Regions from separate parts of the Gossypium hirsutum genome. Here region 1 is linked to region 2. A link is a contact called in public Hi-C data. All regions are on one chromosome and are shown on one strand. Each heading gives the region's core, a stretch centred on a gene start, on an enhancer-like site or on the middle of the called end of the contact. The rest is flanking DNA. Distances are from core to core; before and after follow the strand shown. Region 1 holds the start of LOC107893878 (protein SPIRAL1-like 1). Region 2 holds the start of LOC107893897.

Region 1 (3,586 bases), core at 163-2,662, 420 kb after region 2:
CCTTTTCTTTCACAGTTCAATTTCGAGTTTTAGAACATCCCACTCAAATCAAGAAGATCCACTACATGATAGTGCAACCTACATCATACGTCCTAGCTACTTAAAAGTAGCTCAACAAATCCCAATACAAAAGTTAAAATCCTAAACATTTGTCAGGCATGTTCCAAATGTGCAATAAAAATAAAGGATTATAGTATATAATACCCCAATCAAATCAAAGAACACTCTTTTTTATTCCATTAGCCATGGAATCCCCTTTTCATTTTCGACTACAGAAATGAAGATTTATCTACTGTGATCATAAAACAAATGCTCATTAATAAAATAAAGAGAAACACTATTACCAGAAATCGCTATCTCCCTAGTGATTTTTTAATTGGTAAGCACATACTCAATTTGGGAGCACTAGCGATCCAATTCAGTAAAACTAACAATCCTAATAAATATGGTTTATTATAAATGAGTTGAGCAAAACAAACAATTCACAAATTTAAAAATTAATTTATTTAGAACTATTAAGTTTTTGTGAACACAAGAACTATATATATATAGGTTCCCTAAAACACCGTTCCAATAAATCATTTGTCGTTACAACAAAGCAAATCAGAAAAGACTACCCCTATCAAATTAGGTGTTTAGAAACATCGACTTGCTTTCTTGTTTTTGTTCCTTGTACCAGACCAATCCTCGTTCCAGGTATCATTTCAATGAAACAAAAGCACTAGCCGGTAAGCACATATCTCATAATTTCATAGAATTTACAATATAATAAGTATTAAATAGAACATAAACGCAAAAAGAAAACCTAATCATTTCAGCTTAAAAACAATCGAATAATAAGCTTACAACATCGACACAGTCAACGAATCAGAAGAAAACAAACGTCACAATCCAAAACCTTTTGACATCCTACTTCACATCCAAAACGACAAAAATTAAACAAATCAAATGAAGCATAAAAACGAACAGCGGCCACAGCGAAAAAAATAAACATCAAACCAGATATAGTGAAAAAAAATGGTTAAAATCAATAAATTGACGGCCAAACTCAGTGAACACAACACAAAATCTTATAGACGCAGAGAAGAATAAAGATCTAGGGTTAGGGTTTTGAAATTACCTGAAAATTCCCTTTTGCGATTCAGATCTGGAAGAGAGGAAGTGGAAACAACAGTTGGAGAGTTAGGAGAGTAACAGCAGCTGCCTACTGAAAAAGGAAAACGAAATGCGAGCGTTTCTTATATAGAAAATGATTCAAAATTACTTTTTTTTTAAAATTAAAATTATTATGTTTTTTTGAAATTTTAAACGAAATGTTTCACTGCTAAGTTTTACTCATTCCACGATTTCAAATTTTCAAATCTGGTTTTAAACGGTTAAATTTCAGTTTTAGTCCCTTTACTATATTCAGTTATTTTTAATTTAATATAAATTGACCTTCTATTTTATAATGTCATTATCTAACGCTAGCAATTTTTCCTTTTTATATTTTTATGTTAATTTTTCAAATTTATTTTATAAAAAATTTATATTAATTTTTATTTTACATTTTTAAATAAATAACAGTAAAAAAATAAAAATAAAAAAATTCAACTTTATTTCTTTATAAAATAAAATAAAATTTTATGTTAATTTTTATTTTAAATTTTGAAATGAAATTTTCAAAATCTATATTTTAATAATAGTAAAAAAAATAACAAATTTAATATTATTGCAAAAAAATAACATAAAAAATAAAGAAAATGTCTTTACAATAGGGGTATCCCCTGGGTGATATGCGACTCCCTTTTTATTAAAATATCATTTTATTTATTTTATGACAATTTTTTTAATAATTATATAATCCATTAAGTTAATTTTTATAAAAAATATTATTTTTATAATTAATTTTTAACTCATGCTATTTTCATAAATTTTTATTATTTTTGTGTTATTTACATTAAAACCCAAAAAAACCATGTTAGCATAATGAGTTAAAGAGTGTATTTAAGAAAAATCCACAAGTATTTTAACATAAATACTCGATTGTATTAGCTATTTAAATTAATTGGTGAGATTATAAAAATAAAAAGTTAAATTATGCCCAAATAGTTAATGGGATATTGGCTTAATTATTCAATTAATGATGATAAATATTTATAGTTGTAAGCTGTAATTTAAAAAAGACTAGATATTAAAATTAAATATAATAGAAGGAGGAAAATGATAATTTGATGGCTTGAAAAATGGAAAGTGTTGGGCAGTATGAAATTGTTTATAGTGGAATAAGCCAAAAAATGGGTGGGAGTGGAAGTCGTAGCTTAGATTATAAGCGAAGGGTCAGGGGTGTCCTGGCATTACATGTGCAACCGCATTTGATTGTGAAAACGGTGCCGTTCTCTTTCCTTCTAATATTACTTTTTGTGTGGTGGATGGATGGAACAGTTTGTTGTTAATGCTTCTAACAGTTTTTGTTACAGTAAGTGTATTTAAAAATAATAATTTTAGAAGAGTTTTGCTTTATGTTTAAGAATTTGAATCTCATCTCTGAATTCAATTGTGAAAAGTATTTTTCAAGAAAAGTACTATACCAAATATACAAACGTTACGATTATCCTTTTAATAATATAAATATCACCAAACATCGATAAAGCGTCTTAAGCTAGTGAAATTCCAACAATTTTATAATTCATTATAAAATGAAAGCAATTTCGATCCAAAAATCTATGTGATACTTAGTATTTTTTTTTCTAATTTTATATTTTTATTTGACAAAAATTTTATATTTTGGTACCTAAAAGTAATAATGTTAATTTTTTAATGTTTAATTCAAGTTTTAGGATTGTTATTATCATGTTTGAATTTTTCATGATTTTATTAACATAATAAATTTATTGTTAATTATAAATTTACTTAATTTTACGTTTAATCTGTTAAATATAATTAAATTGATGTAAATTAATTCGAGTTTTAAGGTTGATTTGATGAAAACTCATAATTAATTAATATTAGCATTTAACTGTCATCAAATCAACTCTAAAACTCGAATTTAATACTAAAAAATTAATATTGTTACATTTAATTATTAAAATACATCAAATATAAGTAGATTAAAAAATATATATCACAAGTACTATTTAAAAAAAGAACGTGTCAGGTAGTAAACCAAAAATAAATAATAATGAAAGGAATAGAATTTTATGTTTGTTAACCACTACAATTAGATGCTGGTTATTGTGATACTTTTAATATATATATATATAATTAATATTTTTAACTTTAGTAAAATATATTAAATACAAGATGTTTCCAAAAGAGTATTTGATAATTCTTAATAAAGACCTGAATAAATAAATTTATTAGTTGGTAGGGTAGGTGTGTTGGTCCTATCAATATTCGGGAATCATATATATAAAGTTATAAATAAAAATCATATATATAAAGTTACAAATAAAGGTGGATTGAGTTTTAACTCGATGGATATTAATATTGTTGTCAGTTTAAGAGGATGTGAATTTGAATGTATTGAAGCGTATTATCTTTTTATTTAAGAGTTAGGGAGAGTATAAAAAAAACAAATATCATAAGAACCTATAATGAGATTAAT
Region 2 (3,769 bases), core at 599-3,098:
AATCCTTTTGTTTACGACTAAATGGTCTACCCTTGCTGTTGGGGTCCCTGTTCTCCTTCACCTCTGCCAACTTCCATACACAGTTCTCTTCCTCGACCGAATCTAGTAAGAAGACTCCACTCTTTTCAGTATAATTAGACCCAGCGTCTTCAATATAACAAACTCTCATAGCCATATCTTTGAACCGATCTAAATCATCTGGTACCTTTAGTATTCTCTCTGCACCAGGAGATGATACCTTCAAAACAAAACATGGTTTTAGGATACGGAATATAGACATATCTGAGACTCAGCACAAAAGAACTAGCTACTTATTACCTGAAGAGCCAAATCATCTGGTATTTCTCTTCGTTCTCCAGCTTCATCCAATCTTTTCTTATATTCTTGACTATAACTCTGCAGTTCCTCCATGCTGGGACAACCATATCTGATGAAAGGAGCATTGGTCTTTTAATATTATAAACCCCAGAGATTCAATTTCAAGTGCCAAGCTACATCACAAGATGACTGCATAATTCCTCTGGAAGTTTTCTACTTTTCAAGAGAAAAAAAAGGGGGTACAATTCATTCCTTTTTCTAAGTGTGTTCCCATTTTTCCTAATTTTTTCATCAGATACCAAATGAGTTGGGTCAAGCGCAATAAATTAGACTACTAGGTTACTTCATTTGCTACTTACATTCTGCTTCCAAAAACAAATGGTAAAAAGCAATGAATTAAAAGGAAATCTTAATTACTGAAATCGAAAAAATTATTAAAATGAAACACTGAAGATGTAGCCACATTTGGAGTAGCAAGGTTGTTGTACATTGGCACCATAGGAGTTCAAGCCTTGTGCAACCCATCCCCTCCCAAAGTTTGTAAACGTAAAGCTATGTATTTCATTCTCACAAAGATATATATTCTTCAAATCATTCACTACCAGAGATGCTGTTTGCCTTTCATTTCCAGAACAAATATAAGAGATAAAAGCAACAATCAAATGACAGCTATTAGTTAGGTTCTTGAAAGAAGCTTCAGTTTCTCCAGCTTGTTAGCGATCCATAAGGAAGAATACTTACTCATCTGACAATTTGTCAAGTCTGACATAAATGTATCCACGAGGTGTAGTCTTGAAAGCATAAAGTTTAATGTCATCGCTAAACAGTTTTAGTGCATCATGGGCTATAGAGAGAGCAGATTCACCCCAAGGAAGACCTTGCAATACAATTCCACCACCATCCCCTCCATCACCAACCTACATTCATAAAATAACATAAAATAAAAAGACCCGTCATCAAAAGCAAGGAAAGAAATCCAATAAGATAGAAACAATGCATACCTTGGGCTCGACGGTTTCATCCTCTTCTTCCCACTCATCCGTGAATTCTCCATCATCTTCAGCAGTTCCATCTGCTCAAACCAAGAAGTTCAAAAAAATCGGTTACTGACACAGAACTCTGATCAAACACTTGGTATGCACAGCAGAAGAAAGGAAAAAAGGAATAACAGAAACGCAGTTCTTCTTCTTCCTGTTGGTGGTTCTCGTTTTTGTTGTGAACGGAGGCTGTGTTGTGGAATAGACGGCGAGTGAAGGAAGAAGTGAAAGAGGAAATGGATTTTAGTTCAAAAGGAGGAGGAGGGTTAAGGGCAGTGGGAAGAGGTAAAGGAGAGAACCTTGCAGAAGACAAGGATGAAGCGGCGAAGCCCAAGGAAGGCCTTCGAGAGCTTCGTAACACAGACCGAAATATAATTCTACTATTGCTCATTCTTCTGTTTTACCCGCTCCCTCTTCAGCTGCCTTACACTTAATAACAGCGCTTTTAACTGTTATTCTCTAAAGACATGCCAACATAACCCCTCGTACATTATCTTCAAGCCTTAACATTTGTTTCTATTATTAAAACAGGCATAAGAATTTTTGATAACGAAGAGATGTATTGGAGTGTATTAAAATATATTATTTTCAAATAATTTTAAATATTACCTTAAAAAAATAAATATTTATATTGTAGTCACCCTTAATTGTAAAAAAATAAATAATAATATTTTTTTATAAATGACTCTTGCACATTTGAACTTTCTTGTTAAATATATTAAATATTAATAGACTAAATTCTTGTTGTAAGGTCCATTATGAGTATTATGGCTCAAGAGGTGTTCATGGATTGATTGATTTGATTGGCCTAATTAATTCAATGCATTTTGGGAGACGCCTGAGTTTGTATTTTTCAATTTTGAGTTGACTCCTTTTAATATTTATAAATAACAAAAAAAATATAAAAGTAATTTTATATTAATATTTATATATTTTATAATTAAATTTAAATAATTTTTATCATTTTTCAAACGGTAAAAATGGGCCATTTGATTAGGCCTAAATGGTTAAGCTTGGGCATGAAAATATTTTAGATTTAGGTCTCAGCCCATTAACCTTTCTACTTATAAAATTCAACTTCATATATTGAACTGTTATTTTTGAGCCTATTCAGGTTGAAGCCCAATTTGCTTTTCTAGTAGATTCAGAAATCAGCTCACTATTAACTGGATAAGATTGGCCCTAAAACGTGTACAATTTTGCAATATTATTTTCTGATAATTGCATTACCAAAATTGAAAAGTTAGTGTATCTATTTTTTTATTTTTTTATATGCATGAAATTAATATTTAAAAATTTATATGTAATAAAATAGTAAAAATCAATAATTCAAGTTAATGTGTTTACTAATAACTAAATAAACTTTTGATCGTCATATAGTAGAACCAAATTTTGATAAATTGTATATTAAAGGGATGAAAGTTTTAATGAAAACATAATTTTATTTAGAGAAGAAGAAGAAGAAGAACACCACGTAATTGGAAAATAAACATCTTCATCCCCAGTGAGCCCATCCGGCCCAATAGGCGTGAACAACATTTTTAGATAGGGTTTTGGGCAAGATCTTTAAGCATAGAAAAGACGGCTATTTTTCCTCTTTCGTTTTAAATAAAAACCTAAACATTTCACTTTTCTCGAATAAAGTTCTTATATTTTGTTTTTTTGTATTTAGATAAAACTCTTATCCTTTGATTTTACTAATTTTTTTTATTTCAAATAAGTATGCGTTAATGTTTAGTTAGAAATTAAAAGTTTGGAACTTATTTTTAGTTAAATTTAAATATATATTTTTAAAAAATATTATAGAAAAAAGAAATGTTGGGAAATGCTTCTAATTCAAAGAAAAAGGGAAGTGAAGATGAATACATAATATAACATTGCTCAGCAAAGATTTAATTTGTTTTTTAGCAAAGTCCCTATCCAATTTCTTGAATAAAAAGTTTTAAAAGGTAATAGTATAGGAACAATAAAGGCATACCAATAAATATATTATTGGGGATCGACTTGTATAACAGTAAAAGTGGAAAAGAACAAACACAAAAGAGGCTTCGGCTTTTCACTAATCAACAAACAAAGGAGTATAACGATAGAGAGTATTCAACCGGAATAAAAAGAGCAAATCCCAAAAGAAAACCAAATATCCCAAATAAAAAAGCTCTCTAAAAAACTCTCCCTACAAACTCTTTAACAAATCTCACATATTTAAAGCAAATCTATTTTGCTAAATCTGATCAATCTAAACAGGGTTCCAAAGGCACTTTAAATAAGCTTGGGACGTGGGTCCAATATGACTGAAATAACCATGTGGGAATTAGAGTTCAACTGGGAGAAGAAATCTTGTTGAGAGTAAAAAATTGTGGTTGTATTTGTGCAGAAATCATCGCCTTATCATGACGTCACCTACCTACTTGTCA

The links. A called contact is a pair of places that touch in the nucleus more often than the background predicts.
Region 1: a contact with region 2 is called in a Hi-C map of leaf, with 2.9 times the contacts expected there. The contact joins the promoter of LOC107893878 here to the promoter of LOC107893897 in region 2. A contact is called at or near these places in 2 of 34 Hi-C or Micro-C datasets (callus and leaf).

What each region holds. Positions count from the first base shown.
Region 1 is chrA13:30,309,690-30,313,275 of Gossypium_hirsutum_v2.1, forward strand. It overlaps LOC107893878 (protein SPIRAL1-like 1), which reads right to left and starts at 1,413. Exons shown (of 3, transcript XM_016819019.2): 1 at 1,121-1,413.
Region 2 is chrA13:29,886,968-29,890,736 of Gossypium_hirsutum_v2.1, forward strand. It overlaps LOC107893897, which reads right to left and starts at 1,849. Exons shown (of 7, transcript XR_005908016.1): 1 at 1,488-1,849; 2 at 1,320-1,390; 3 at 1,060-1,235; 4 at 319-427; 5 at 1-238.